2 separate regions of the Mus musculus genome follow, and region 2 is linked to region 1. A link is a contact called in public HiChIP or PLAC-seq data. All regions are on one chromosome and are shown on one strand. Each heading gives the region's core, a stretch centred on a gene start, on an enhancer-like site or on the middle of the called end of the contact. The rest is flanking DNA. Distances are from core to core; before and after follow the strand shown.

The links. HiChIP or PLAC-seq counts read pairs in DNA pulled down with a chosen protein or histone mark.
Region 2: an H3K27ac HiChIP or PLAC-seq map of stem cell-derived neural progenitor cells shows a contact between it and region 1. The contact joins the enhancer-like site here to the promoter of Trappc2 in region 1. A contact is called at or near these places in 7 of 39 promoter capture datasets (the 3T3-L1 cell line, the C10 cell line, erythroid cells and 3 more), 20 of 484 Hi-C or Micro-C datasets (CD4 T cells, DN3 thymocytes, the N1E-115 cell line and 13 more), 8 of 115 datasets of contacts at active chromatin or transcription factors (the HPC-7 cell line, the SCID.adh cell line, embryonic stem cells and 3 more) and 3 of 9 other capture datasets (adipose tissue, liver and pancreatic islet).

What each region holds. Positions count from the first base shown.
Region 1 is chrX:166,435,522-166,443,335 of GRCm38.p6, forward strand. It overlaps Trappc2 (trafficking protein particle complex 2), which reads left to right and starts at 5,234. Exons shown (of 5, transcript NM_025432.4): 1 at 5,234-5,318. It overlaps Ofd1 (OFD1, centriole and centriolar satellite protein), which reads right to left and starts at 5,183. Exons shown (of 23, transcript NM_177429.3): 1 at 4,759-5,183; 2 at 4,508-4,606; 3 at 1-14. The coding sequence starts at 4,773.
Region 2 is chrX:166,493,380-166,501,193 of GRCm38.p6, forward strand. It overlaps Tceanc (transcription elongation factor A (SII) N-terminal and central domain containing), which reads right to left. Exons shown (of 5, transcript NM_001007577.2): 5 at 6,433-7,814. Among named protein-coding and RNA genes, the nearest start is that of Tceanc, 13 kb to the right of the region's middle. Within about 2 kb of position 4,557, at least 16 of the 459 cell types and tissues checked have an H3K27ac peak or open chromatin away from gene starts, as enhancers often do. A contact at or near this core is called in the HPC-7 cell line, cortical glia and stem cell-derived neural progenitor cells, where this site is marked.

The sequences.
Region 1 (7,814 bases), core at 3,984-6,483:
TTTCGGAGTTGGGTCTAGTGTAAAAACAGGAAAAAAGGCAAAAGGAGTTACATTTCACCAGAATAGAAATATACACACATCTGTCCTATTCACTGAATTCTTTCTAATTTTCAAAATGACCCTGGGTCTAGGGGCAGAAGGTAGAAACCACTTCTTTCACAATTTCTCTTACCCCCTCAGTAGACTTGGGCAAAAGCTTTCTTTCCCAGCTCCCAAAACCACTGTCCACAGATTATAACTTGACTTCCCTAAAAGCAATTTCAACTGCTTGTTATCAGGAAATCAAGCCAAAGAGGATATTCTGCCACTTCATTTCAACTGTGGATTGTGGTGGTCTATGAAAGTATTGGCTCAATCCAGTTCTTGGGCATAATACTGATCAAAATAAAGTTTAGCTGTTTTTCACTTGTTCGTTTCCCAGTACAGGGTTTCTCTGTGCAGGCTTGGTTGTGCTGGAACTCACTCTATAGATGGATCAGGCTGGCCTCCAACTCAGAGATCTACCTGCCTCTACCACCCAAGTGCTGGGAATAAAGGTGTGAGCCACCACACTCAGTTTAAAATTTAGTTCTTAATAAAGAAATAACATACAGGAGGGAAACTAGTATATCCCAAGAAGATGATCAAAAATATACTTTCGGGTTGGCAAGATGGCTCAAAGAAAAAAGGCACTTGCCAGGTAGGCCAGATAACCTGGGTCTTCTGACACCTGGGATCAGAGATGGAGGGAGAGAATGCACTCCCAAAAAGTTGTCTCTGAGGGTCACATATGGAAATGTGCACAGCCATTCGTGTACCCAAGCATTCTTTAAAAAACAATGCACTATCACTTAGGGTATTCATTCATATGTCAAGTCACTGGAAGATAGATTTTTCACCATTGATAAATGATGAAATAAAGGGTCAGAGTACATAATTTTCTTCACATTACAACACCGGCACTATTCATTTGAACTTGAAAAAAATCTCCTAAATTAACGAGACTACTAAACGTTTAAACAGTTTTGACATATAGTTTGGAGATGTACAATTGTGCTTAACTTAGAAGCAAGTTGCTTGAGGCTCTGGATGAAACAAAATGTAGTAACTTATTTAATACAAGGAAGCACCGAAAGGGGTCTTTACTTTAGCTCTTTCTGCTATCCTTGAGTATGGGAGAATGCTGCTAAAACCTCTTTCCTAGAAAACAAAAACAGCATCTACCCTCCTGCTCCAGTCCCAAGGACATATGACGTATTGAAGTTCACTCTGGGAGCGACTGAGCTTATTAGGTTTGCTTACAGAGAAATGAGTGAGGTTTTATGTGTATCAGTGTAGATGCCCTTAAAGCAAGCAGCCACAACAAATGAATTCCGCACCCATTATGACGACTCCTTCCCCAATCTATATACTCTAGCCCCTGCCTGAGAATGGGGCCATGTACAATCAGAGCAGAACTGCAAACAACTATCAGGGAGGAGTGACTGGATACTCCAGAGGAGGTCCCATGATTCTACCCACCCAACAGTTAGGAAGGAATATCAACAGTCAACAAGCGTGGCTATGATGATCTTCTGTAAGCAGATCCAGCTCAATTCCTAAAGATGGTGGGAGTTTGGCATGGTATATATAAGCACCATGACAGAACATATATCTAAAACCCTCTACTTAAAAAGACATTTACACTGAACAAAATACACACACTCGGCATTATCTACCATTCACAACCTGACATAGTAAAGCAAAAAAGAAAGAAGGAAAAAAAAGGGAAAGTGCAGCATCTTCCACCAATCAAATTTAGAAGTAGCTTAATTAAATGCGTAATACACCGAGGAAATGGTCTATTCAGTCCTAGCTTAACCAATAGAAGAATTTACGATAACTTGCCTAAAGGAAAAAATTAGTGGTGGTGTGTGCTGAAAGGAAAATAAGAGCAAGAAAAACTAAAACGGCAATTATAAATGAACTGCTCTCTTGACAATCACAAAAAACAAAAAATACTTACTAGTAGAGACACAAAATTGACTTAGAGCTTCCCAACAGCCAATACACTAGGGAAATCTACTCAAAATTAAATTTTGCAGGCTGAAGAGAGAGCTCAGTCAGTAGTTTGCCTTACAAACAAAAAGACCTGAATTTGGTCCCCAGAACCCACATAAAGCCAGGCACAATGGTGAACAATTGTTATCCCAGAGCTGAGAAGGTAAAGACAGGAAGATCCCTGGGGCTCACAGTCCAGCTAGTCTACCTGAATTAGAAGAGAGCTCCAGGTTCAATGCGGAACCTGTCTCAAAACACTGAGGGAAAATGCAACTGAGGAAGGCACCTGACATCAACATCTGGCCTCCACACCATATATTAGAGAGCGCACTCCCCCTCCATATACATGACGCTCCTAAACAGTTTGGGGGCTAGTGATGTATCTCAGTTGGTAGAGTAGTTTTCCTTTCATGCATAAGACCTCAGGTTTGATCTCCAGCACCAAATAAACAGGTGATTCAAATAAAATGGGGAGTTTAAGGTAGCCCTTGGCTCTATACATAGTTCAAGGCCAGTCTGGGCTACAAAAACCCTGTCTCAAAAAAAAAAAAAAAAGTGGTTAAGAGTATCTGTTGCGTAATCATGAGGATTAGAGTTTAAATCCTAGGAGCTGTGCAATAAGCCAGCTGGGTGTCCTGCTAACACGAGGAATCAGACAGCCTGTTCAGGCCTCCATGCAAGTACAGGCACACAAACTACACAGGTGCACACACTCAGGCAGACATAAATAAAATCTTTTAAAAATATATAGCACGGAAGGACAGTTTTCACAAAGTTGGTGAAACTCAAAGCATGAGACAAAAATTTGCCAATCTTAACACACATCTCAGAAATGGTCTTAACTAGAGCAAAAAGAAAGAAACAGATGATTTGACAAGTTTCATTTTATCACTGAGTTGGATGTAGAAGATGCCTGTAATGCTAATCCTAGGAAGGTAGAGTCAGGACATCACCTAAGCTTGAGGCAGTAGAGTGAGACACTGTTTCAAAACCACAAAAGTTATGACAAGACCCACAAAGGGAACAAAAGTACCTAGACATAAATGACTTTGTAATTGACTATAAGTACAAATTCATTTCAAATAAAAGGAGAGTATAAATTAAGCACTAAATTCCATAAAATTTACATTATTAACTCACCTCTATCAGTCATTGAACTAAGAAAGTAAAAATTATCTAAATTTGAGAAAATGAAAACATGCCCTGCTTTTCCTCCAATTGGGCTAATGGACTGAATAAGCAGTCATGCTGAAACTGGGAACAAGACTTGCACAAAGGGCTTACAGATAATGATATCCATTGCTTAAGACCAAATCAAACTGAGACGTGAAGGATGAAACAAATATTCCCAAACTGCCTGTGAAATACACACCAACAATCCTTCCCTAGCCATATGGACACATTGCTAGAAACGCTCTTACCCCAAGACATAATGGCCCTGGCCTAACACCCCAGTACTCAGGAAGGAAGCAGAACCCTGCAAACTGGCCCAAGCATGCTCAGGCCTTTTTCCTCAGACAGGGGAGTTCTCTATACTAGGCAGAAAATGACAGGTACAACAAATAGATGAGGTGGAGACCTAGGTAGAAGCCTCAGTCAATAGGAGGCAGCGACCTCCATGACCTCTGACTGACCAGGAGGAATCTGCTGCCACTGAAAATAAGGATTTCAGGCAACCTGAGGAAACAGGAAAAGGATCCTCATATAATCTAAATTTTAAAATGATATACACGCCTAACAGCAGTTTGTAGTTATAATATATGATTTTTCTCTCTTCTGCCTTTCTGTATTTTCCGGACAAGTCTTAAATATTTGTATGTAGTAAAACAAGAGTGGGAAAAATTGGGCTCACCTTTCCTTAATTTCCAATTCTATATGTAAAATATAGTCTAAAAGGTATATTGTAAGGAAACACATTGAACTAACTCCATCCCTTGCTGCTACCCAAACTTAAGATGTTCTAATAAACAGTTGCTATTCATTTAAAATATCCACACTCTAAAATATCTTATGTGTACTTACTATTACTGACACAGGGTATCACTATGAAGTCTTGGCTGACCTGGAACTGGCTATTTGGCCCAGCTACCCTCACAAGAGATGTGCCTTCCTCTGCTTCCGAAGAACTGGGATAAAGGCGTGTGACAAGACACCTGGTACCATTCCACTATAGATTTTTTTCTAGGGAGTATCATGAAACAGACTGGGCTTCATTTTGTTGTTCTCAGACATGTAGACCACAGTACTCTGCTCACATTACCCTCTGCAGTCCGTTCCTCGCAAGTCCCCCTCCTGCTCACTACATAGACGTAGCATGATCAAAGCGAGACTGGGAACAAGATTTGTAACAGCAGCTTAGTTTTATGGCAATGTGTTCATTATACAGGTTATGTGCTACCTTAATGAATGAATTTAAATGTGGAGCCACCTGCGGTTAAAGGTTACACTTGTGGAAGTATAACGACACGATTGTGCCTAAATCTGATACCTGAAGTGTGTCCAGTACACCCCGATCCTTAAACGTCTGGTATAGCTTTTTGCGCAGTTCATCTTGACTCAACACATCAGACTTGTGGGGCATGTTGGACTGAAAAGAGAAAATGATGGGTTACCTAGTGTCAACGTGGACCTGAATTTCAGAAATCAGTGACCTCACCGGAAGCCCTAAGATGCTTAACGGACATCAAAACAAAGAGATGTCCAATCGGAAAAACCCTGGAAAGTGGCAGGTGGAACTACCTGAGCCATCCTCATCTGCTTTCCTCCCGAGCTCGCCCCTCCACGGTCGGACTCCTCGGCCCGGGCCGGGGCGCAGGAGGAGAGGGAGCCCTTGACCTCGGAATCCAGCTTGTCTCTGGGGACCTAGGGGAGCAAGAGAGCTAAACATTCAGCCCCTAACTCGTCAAGCAGCCGCGCTTCCTCCCACGGTATGGGAAGGGTGGGCGGGTCCGCGAGCCAGGAGGGACTCTGGACGGAATAAAGACGGAAACGACAAGCGAGGGCCCCGAAGCGGCCGCTCAGTCGGCAGTTTTCCCTGCTCCGTAGCTCATCCCTACACTGCCCGCCGCCCGCCGCCTGCTCCGCCCGCTCCGGCCGCTCGGCCCGCTCGGCCGGCTCAGCCTAACCGCCCAGGCTTTGGCCCTCCGTGACGCCTGCGCGCTCTTAGGCGAGCAGTCCCGGCCACGTCTCGCGAGAGCATAGCCTCAGATCTCGCGAGAGTGATTTTGGGACTCCCAGGCTGAGGCTCCCGAGCGCAGATTAAAGAGGCGGCCGGTTCTCATCTCGGCTCCTCCCTACAGGTGAGCTCTGGAGGGAAGCAGGCGGCGGGCGTTCCGGGTCCGCGGGGGCATCCAGGCCTCCCGTGATGCGAACAGTGGTCTTCTACCTCTACCCAGCCCTGACTCGGGACAGCACGCCCAGCCCCCCGGCGCCGAGTAATCCCCGTTCTCCTAGTTGGTATAGCCTCCGTGTCCCCTTGGAGGGGACCTCCGCGCACTGGGACGGAGGCTTGGCGTTCTCCAGGTCGCTAACGCAGTGCATCTTCATTGCAATGCCATTGCCCTTTGCAGCCGGTTTACTGTAGAAAGCGGTCTCGGGCATCGTAGGTTGACCGCATCCTTGGTCAGTTTCCATTAAATGCCAGTGGTACCCTACCTCGCCCTCCAGACTTTGACAGATGCTCTCAAAGAGGGCAAAAGCGCATCTCCTTGAGAAGCACGGAGCTTCATTTTATAGAAAAGCCCCACTAGTTTTGCTGATCTGTGGGGCAAGTTGAATTTACAGCTGTCAGGAGCAAGTTTCTGAAAGGTTCCTCCATAGAGAGATTTGCTATAAATATGGACGGCTTTGAACTGGGGTGCATGCGTTTTATCTTGTGTTTGCCTGTTAACTAAAATGTTTAACTTGTAAGGATTTCTAAATTCATCCTGCTCTTGCACTAGTAGTCTTCCACCATTGCACCATATGAATTTTTAGCTTCCTGGTAACTTCAGATGTCAGCCCTGGGCTTGGCCTTTACAGCAGTTTAGAATAAGCCTGTCAAGTCTAGAGTTAAAAAAAAATACTTGATCTTGTGTATGTACTGCACTCCCTCAAACCCATACCAGACATGAATAATTGATCATAGCCATTCGACCACACTGTTTCTCAGCACCAACTCCTGACAGCCATACCAGACATGAATAATTAATTGATCACAGCCTTTCACTGCTGACCACACAGTTTCTCAGCACCAGCTCCTGGCAGCCATACCAGCAAAGCAGATTTTGCTCATAAGGAACCACGAGCTATCCCTAGTCAAATCCCTTTCCTACTAGACATTATATTTCAAGAATATACTAAACACCCACCACAGAACACTTCATCCTCACTTAGCTTAAAACACCCTCGACTGGCTCCTTCAGTTGCTCTTATTTTGTTTTGTTTTCAGACCATTCATTGTCTAAGTCCCCACCCACCCCCCTGCTCCCAACATATTGTTTAAAGGTATCCATCATTTGAAATTATGATTTCCAGAACTAAGTATTTTCACAGGAGATGTAATGAGGATGACAGCAGCACTTTCCACACCTTGTTTGGGCACTGTCTTCACTCAGTTTTTGGTTGTTTTGTACTTTTAGATTTATTTTAGAGGTGTGTGTGTGTGTGTGTGTGTGTGTGTGTGTAATGAGTACAGGTACCCACAGAGTCCAGAAGAAGGCATTAGATCCCATAGAGCTGGAGTTACAAGCAATTGTGAGCTGCCTGATGTAGGAGCTGGGATTGAACTTGTGTCCTCTGCAAGAGCAGTATGTTCTCTTAACTGCTGCACAATCTTTTTGCCCCAGCGGTCTTAATCTTTATTCAGCCTAGAATTCTTTAGCTTTTCTTTCTTGACATGTCAGGCTGCTGCTGCCTCACTGAGCAATAAATCCAAACTTTTCGATTCTCATTTCTTTTTCTCTAGGGTTCTCTCCTTTTGTTGTACAGTTGGTTTGTTGTTACTGGTTTTAGTTTTTTGAGGCAGAGTCTCATACTGTGGCCTAGCTGGACCAACTCATAATTGTTCTCTTGTTTTAGCCTCCCTAGTGCTGGGTTTAAAGATGTGAACCACTGTAGCTGGCTTCTGCTGATTTTAAAACTCAAGTACAAGACTATATATATCTCAGTCTCTTATATCTTAATAATTTTATGCAACACTGGTAGACTTACAGGTCCCATGGTGTCTTTCCTGTTACCCCATTTTGAGGCAGGGTCTCCCTTTATATAGTCTTGGCTGTCCCTGGTCTTATATGCAAGCCATGCTGTCTGAACCTCACAAAGATCCATCTGCTTCCCCGTCACAAGTGCTGGAATCAAAGATGTATAGCAGCAGACCTAGCCCTGGAGATGATTTTTATTCCTCACTTTGGTCTGCTAGGAAACTCTTAATAGTTACCTTGTATTTGAATGTGATAAGTTGTCTTTAAGTTACTGAGTTAGTACCAGCCATGATAGCACAGACCTACAATCCACGCACTCAGGAGGCTAAAACAAGAGGATCATGAGATCAAAGCCAGCCTGGGCAACATAGCAAGACCATGTCTCAAAACAAAACATATACACATACACACACATGCACATACACTCCAGGAAAAGAAAAAACACTCAGATGTTTCTGGGTATTAATTTTAAGTCAGCTTTAGGTTGCCCCTTATTCAGCAAATAACGAGTGTTGGCTGGATCACTGGCACTGTCAGAACCCTGGGGATATTATACAGAACAGAACAGTGTGTCTATTATCTTTGGGGACTTCTTTCTGTCACCCAGGTTATAGG
Region 2 (7,814 bases), core at 3,307-5,806, 57 kb after region 1:
ACACACACACACACACACACACACACACACACACATTATCAAATGCTGCTGATTAGTTTCAAGGCTAAGAATTATCCCTTGAATACAAGGTTGTGGAGGATGAAAGCTATTGGTGACTTAGACATATGGAAAGAATGTTGTCAGCTAAGAACTTCCATCCAGAAAGGTGGACCACTTCTTTGTCTGTTGCTGTGAACAGGCAGCCTCTCACTAAGTGAACACACACAGGCATGGCAAGCACTCAGTAGGTCTGGGATGGAGCCTGGATCTCTCTACTTTTCAGGTGACTCCAGGGACCCCAGTCTGAGGGTCTCATTGTGGCTGGCTGCACATCTGCAGTGTTAGGTGTCAAGGTTCTTCATAAAATATAGATCTAACCAGAAACATAGCATACCAATGGATTGAGTTGTTTCTAAGGATTTTCCAGGTGTTTATTACTGATGGGCTTAACCTGTAGCTTGAAAAGCAGGAAAGATGCCTGTCATGGTGGTGCATGCCTTCAATCCCAGCATTTGGGGAGGGGGTAGAGACAAGCGGATCTCTGTGAGTTCAATGCCAGCCTGGTCCACATAGCGAGTTCTAGGAGAGCCAGAGCTATTGTACTAGGGACACACTGTCTGGAAAGAGGTAGTGGGGTGGGGGGGTGGGTATTGAATCCCCTGGTAGGCCTGTGAAACTCTGTGCAGGCAAGGAAGTCTTCTGTGCAGAAACTCAATGCCAGGCTCCAGGGAACTGATCTGGCAGCTTCAGAGGTGCTAGGAAACTCGCCATTTACCAGGCAGGGGTCTAGCTCTGGTGGCCCCTCATAGCCTTCTTGGAGGAAGATTGAAATTATTTCTCTACCCTATGTATAAATAATTGAGGCACTAAAGGCTACGGGATACCCAATTCCCAATTCCCTCCAGTTCCCTCTCTCGGTTAATGAGATTTTTGTTGTTGTTGTTGTTAACAGCTTTACTGAAATACAGTTTACTCGTTTAAAGTCGACAAGTGAATTGTGACTAACCCTATTCATACAAGTGTGTGCCCATAACCACAATCTATTTTTTTTTCAGTTTTTGAGCTATTTTTTAAAAAAGATTTATTTATATTATTTATATGAGGACATCATAATTATCTTCAGACACACCAGAAGAGGGCATCAGATCCCATTACAGATGGTTGTGAGCCACCATGTGGTTGCTGGGAATTGAACTCAGGACCTCTGGAAGAGCAGTCAGTGCTCTTAACCACTAAGCTATCTCTCCAGCCCAGTTTTTGAGCTAATTAAATTTATTCATCTTTAAGGAAAAAAAAACAAAAAATATTCATCTTTAGTGCTAGGGATTGAATCATGAGCATGCAAATCACAATACCTAAAAACACAAAATTGTATAAATTAATGGTGTACCTCGTAATGCTTCCAAACAGGTAATTACATGATGTACTCAACCTAAAAGTATGGATTTTTTTAAACGTAACTTTTTGTAAGCAAAAGCATTCTAAATCCTGTCTTGGAACTGAAAGTTTTTGAAAGTTTATTAATGCATTTGTTGTGTGTATGTATGTGCTCCACAGCAGTGTGGAGACATCAGAGGACAGCTTGCTGGATCCATTCTTTCTTTTTCTTTCTCTTTCTTTCTTTCTTTCTTTCTTTCTTTCTTTCTTTCTTTCTTTCTTTCTTTCTTTCTTTTAAAAAGATTTATTTATCTATCTTATGTATTTGAGTACACTACACTGTAGCTGTACAGATGGTTATGAGCCTTCAGATCTCATTACCAGTGGTTGTGAGCCACCAGGTGGTTGCTGGGATTTGAACTCAGGACCTTCGGAAGAACAGTCAGGGCTCTTACCCCCTGAGCCATCTTGGCTGCCCTGGTTCTTTCTTCTTTCTTTCTATAGGCTTCAGGATCAAACCCATGGCAATGGACTTGCTATCAAGCACTTTTACCCGATGAACCATTTCACTGGCACTTACCATACTGCCAACTCACCAACTTGATAGCTGTTGGAAGTGGGTGTTTTGTTTTGTTTTGTTTTGTTTTGTTTTGCTCATATTGAGGATTGAACCTAGGATGTCACACATGATAACTGCTCCTCAGCTATACCTTTTTAGCTTTCGTTTTAGTTTCGTTTTGTTTTGTTATGTTTTTTGAAAAAGAACTTGTGGCTTGAATTTGCTATGAGCCTGAGGATGACCTTGGACTTCAGATCCTTTTCCTTCCACCTTCTAAATGGTGGCATTACAGGTGGGTGGCACCATGCCAGGTTGAGGTGATGCTGAGGACTGAACGCACAGCCTCCTGTAGGCTAAGAAGCATACTACCAACAGAACTACACCCCCAGCCTCCTCGTGACTTTGGTTTCCTTTCTTTCTTTCTTTTTTTCTTCAAGAAAGGGTTTCTCTGTATAACAACCCTGGCTATCCTGCAACTCACTATATAGACCAGGCTGGCCTGGACTGCACAGACATTCAACTGCCTTTGCCTCCTCAGTGCTGGGATTAAAGGCGTGTGGACACCAGGCTACAGCAGTTTTATTACTTCTGAAAAGTCCTGTGTCCTTTAACTACTCATTTAAAAACATGCTCAGTAAAGTTAAATAGGAACGTTCTGCTCAACCGTTTGTGAGATTTCACAACGGTGTGAGCAAAAAGTCCATCAACTGAATGGAAACAAAACTGTAGAAAAAGAAACCTCCTGCCTGACAAAACACTAAAGCTAAGAAAAAACAATAGCCCACTGGCCTCATAAATACCAAGACAGAGTCCACTTAAATCGTGGGGCCCTTTGCTGTTAGACATGGGTGATAGACACTCCAGCTTCTTCCACTGAGCTATGCATGAGTTGAGCTGTCAGATAAGTTATGTGCAATGCAGTTTGGTTAAGTGCCATGTTGCGCTCATATTGTGGCCAAGGAAGGAAAATTGAAACTCTTTGTAGCTTTGGGTCTTCTAGGATGTAAGGGAGTGGATTTCAACCAGTAAACCCATTATGGATCAAACGACCCTTTCACAGGGGTGGCCTAAGACCATCAGAAAGCACGGTTATGATTCATTAACAGTTATGAAGTAGCAATGAAAATAATTTTATGGTTGGGGGTCACCAGAAAATGAGGAACTGTATTAAAGGGTCACAGCATTGGGAAGCTTGAAAACCACTGGTTTAAGGAGAGGCACAGTAGGTGGAGATGACTCAGGGCCTCATAGGTACTCCTGGAAACTTCTTCAATTTTTTTCAATCTCCAAGGGTAAATTTGGTGAATTATGATGCTATTTGGCATCTTTTATAAGCAGCTGCAACTGAGTTTACATCATTTCAGAAGTGATCATATTCTGAAAAACTGGTTTCTAAATGGATATTATTTTTTTAAGATTTTATTTATTGTTACATGTAACTACACTGTAGCTGTCTTCAGACACACCAGAAGAGGGCATCATATCTCATTACGGATGGTTGTGAGCCACCATGTGGTTGCTGGGATTTGAACTTAGGATTTTTGGAAGAGCAGTCAGTGCTCTTAACCGTTGAGTCATTTCTCTAGCCTCAATGGATAGTATTTTAATTGGCTTCTTTTTCTGTAACGTTTCTATGCCTATTTTAGATTTTTAGAGATGTGTCATGAGTAGGGCTAGGGATGTGGTTGAGTCAGTAGAGCATTTGCCCAGAATGCACAAAACCCTGGTTCAATCTCCAGTGCCCAATAAAATCAAGCACAATGGTACATGCCTATAATCCTAGCACTAAGGAAAGTAGAAACAGGAGGATTATGAGTTCAAGGTCATCTTGGGTTATGGCTTCATAGTAAGTGGTGGGTTCAAACCGAGCCTGATTTACATGAAATGCTATCTGAAAAACTGGTAACTACCTGGAACTGATTTTTATATTCATGTTTCATTTTCATTTTTTCCCAAGATAGGGTTTCTCTGTGTAGCCCTGGCTGTCCTAGAACTTGCTCTGTAGACAAAGTTGGCCTCCACCTCAAGAGATCCGCTTGCCTCTGTTCCAAATGCTGGGATTAAAGGCATATGCCACCATTGCCTAGCTCAGCTCATTTTGAATTTTAAAGAAAGCAAGAACATACATCCACAAAAAAAAAATCATATCAGAACTCCGAGGCCAGCCTCAGCTACCTTGTGTGCATATGTTTACATCTTAATTTTTAAGTCCTTTTATTTTAAAATATATTTCTAAATATCAGATGACCACATGATGTCACAAAAAGGACTCAAGAAGGATCCTGTGTATCAGAAGTTGGCACCTGGCAAAGCAAAATGTGCAATCCTTCCAACAGAAAATTTGTGACAGCATGTAATAATTTGACAACCCAACTTAAAATATGTCCTTGGTTCACACATCTGATTGTGGCAATCTTCTGAAACTAAGAAGTTACTTTTTACAATCTAGGTGCTTACAATAACTACCTCTGAAAGAGAGAAAATTATTTTGGCAAAATAGTTTGCATTTATTGGGTGCTACAAAAAAACCTAACAACAACAACAACAACAAAGCAATCTGGCCTAAAAGAGGAAGGCCCAGCCCAGCCAAGGCAATGTAGTACTGCCAGCCACAGGCTTCCTGCCTGGCACTTAGAATTGCTATCAGGGAATGAAAGAAGCCTCTCATCACAGGAACTAACCTAACCGGGGAAGAGACAGAGCCACGATTGTACTCAAGCCTTCACTTTAAAAAGTTGTACGAACAAAGGAGGAAACCTTCCCACATTCAGCTATTAAAATGGATTTCCCACCCTATGCCGTTACCATGGAGACTGGGGTACAGGCTATATGTATTTAGTGCTCACATTCTGCACTGTTATTTATCTGATGATTGGCCACAGGGAGGAAATTTTGGATTGGGCATATTCTATGAAACAGACATTTGCAAAACTGCAAAGGGGTCCATTAACCATCAGGATGCAGCCAAAGTATATTTTTCCTTTTTTTATTTCTCTCTCTCTCTCTCTCTCTCTCTCTCTCTCTCGAGACAGGATTTCTCTGTGTAGCCCTGGCTGTCCTGGAACTCATTCTGTAGACCAGGCTGGCCTCGAACTCAGAAATCCGCCTGCCTCTGCCTCCTGAGTGCTGGGATTAAAGGCATGCACCACCACCGCCTGGCTTATTTTTTTCTATACTTTAATTTGACCATTGTTAATGGTCACTTATTTGGTGTTCCTGCATCCATCCTTGTTTCTCTCATCACTCAACAAAGCAGCTACAATGGTCTTCCTAAAAGGCACTCAAATCCCATGACTACAAATCACCTAAGTTCAATAATTTTTTTTAAACACAAACCACCCTAGACCCCCAAAGCCTCCAAGTCCTTATTGTTATCATGACTTACAATGGACCTCAGGAACTCTGTGGAGTCCTTTACATCATGTCTCATTCACATCAGCTGTTCCTTATTAGCAGGCACCTTCCCGGAATCTTGGAGTCCTCAGAATTGCTCTTTGCTCCTATAAGGGCCATTTTAAATTAGAATCTGCCCCATCAGCAATTGTAAAAAACAAAAACAAAAACAAAAAAAAACAAAAAACAAAACAAAACAAAACTCCTTTGGCTGGGCAATGATGGCATACAGCTTTAATCCTAGCACTTGGGAGGCAGAGCCAGAGAGATCTCTGAGATTGAGGCTAGCCTGCTTCATTTACAGAGTGAGTTCCAGGAAACCAGGACTATATAGAGAAACCCTGCAACAACAACAAAAAGAAGAAGAGGAGAGGGGGAGGGGAAGGGGGAGGGGGGAGAGGGAGGGGGGAGAGAGGGGGAGTGGGAGAGAAAGGGGGAGAGAGAGAGGGAGAGGGAGAGAGGGGGAGAGAGGGAGAGAGGGAGGGAGAGGGAGGGGGAGAGAGGGAGGAGGAGAGGAGAGGGAGAGAGAGAGGGAGAGGAAGAGGGAGAGAGAGAGAGAGGGAGAGGAAAGGGAGAGAGAGAAGGAGAGGAGAGGGAGAGGAGAGGGAGAGAGAGAGGGAGAGAAAGAGGGAGAGAGGGAGGGAGAGGAGAGGGAGAGAAAGAGGGAGAGAGGGGGGAGAGAGAGAGGGAGAGGAGAGGGAGAGAGAGAAGGAGAGGGAGAGGAGAGGGAGAGAGAGAGGGAGAGAGAGGGGGAGAGAGAGGGAGAGAGGGAGAGGAGAGGGAGGGGGAGAGAGGGGGAGAGGAGAGGGAGAGAAAGAGGGAGAGGAGAGGGAGAGGAGAGGGAGAGTAGAGGAGAAGAAAAGAGAAACTATTTTCTCTCTTTTAGGGAATAAAAGAGTGAGGGGGAAACTTCTTTCTCTTTTTAGGGGATAAGACACAGTGTAAAATCATTGTCTATATTTAGAAAATGTAACTGTCTCACTGACCAAAAGAATGAAACCTACATCACCATTTCCCTATCTCTTGTTGCAAAACTAACTGACAGAGCTTATGGGAAATAAGGAAGATCTCATACAATTAAAAAAATATTGGAGAATAAGAGATTTTTACATTTCAAATACTTTTATTTTTGGTAAATGTAGCTTACAAAATCGCAATATAAAAAACAATACATAGTTACATAGAAAATCCAAACATCAAACTGATTTAGACAAATGAAACAAGGTTTTTATAGGCTGTGTGTGCTGCTCTTGCACAACCACTGTCTAGGTTTTAAGATCATTCCAAGTCACATGAAACCACATTTTGGGAAAGCTTTGAGTTGTTGATGACTCTGTAAGTCACTCTGTAAAGGACTAACACATTGCACCATGGTGAACCACCCTGGAATGCCATATGGAGAAAATATAACAAAATATAACTCAGACTTGACAGCTTCAAGTTGATTTCTTCAAAAAACCTAAAACAGAAATGTTTGCTAGTTTTATGCAACTATTGGGGAACTGTCATACGGAGGTAAAAATATAAAGAAAAGCCTACAGATCCCAATGAAGGAATACTGGGGAGTTAGGGGATAATAACTAGTTAAAATATGAGTTCATATGGAACTAAGATAAAAACTCTTTAATATGATAAAATCAATGAATGGTGGCTTACACTGCCAATCATAGCACTCTGGAGGTTAAGGCCAGCCAGTGTGAGTTTGAACCCAGCTTAGGCAACAGAGTGAAGCTAGTCTTATAAAAATAGAAACTCTTCACATATTGTTGTCAAACAACAAAAGAGAAAATGTATATCTAATCACCTGATTAACTGTAAAAGGAGCACATATATGCAAGGTTTTGTGTTGATTATGTATAAAATTGTTTTACATGGTAAAAAAAAATCAAAACCCAGAAAGACAATCATTTTATTATTTTTAAGGAAAAAAATTAGTCATGGTCACATAAAAAGGCTTGTGAATAAGCATACAAATCAGTAAACACTGTTTACAAAGAACTAGGAGACGTGATTTTCTCTTCAGTTAGTATGTAAGTAAATGCTGAGATTGAAGGAGAGACTTCCTCTAACAACTAGTGCCATTTTCACATGATCAGAATTTGAATTTCAATCCCAACACACATGCCTCTGAAGGTATATAGAGTCCTAACATTAAGGAACTATATATCATACTTTTTGAAGTGCTCAAAAAAAAAAAAAAAAACAAAACACAGGGCATTCAACTAAGGAAGCAGGCTTCGAGCCAAATTCTAACTTACACTGCAACTTTTCACCAGTCAAAAGAAAATGAGAAAATTAAGGACAAAAGAGTAAAACTCCGGTCACATAAGCTTAGAGGTCCCAAACACTATTTGCTTAGCACCTATTTCCAAGAGTATACTTCTTACAAAGTCAATATTAAGTCATCCTCAGACTGAATATTTTTGAGTTTGGCAGTGTTTCTCTATCTAACTCAGGCTGCCCTCAACTATGGGATTCTGCCTTA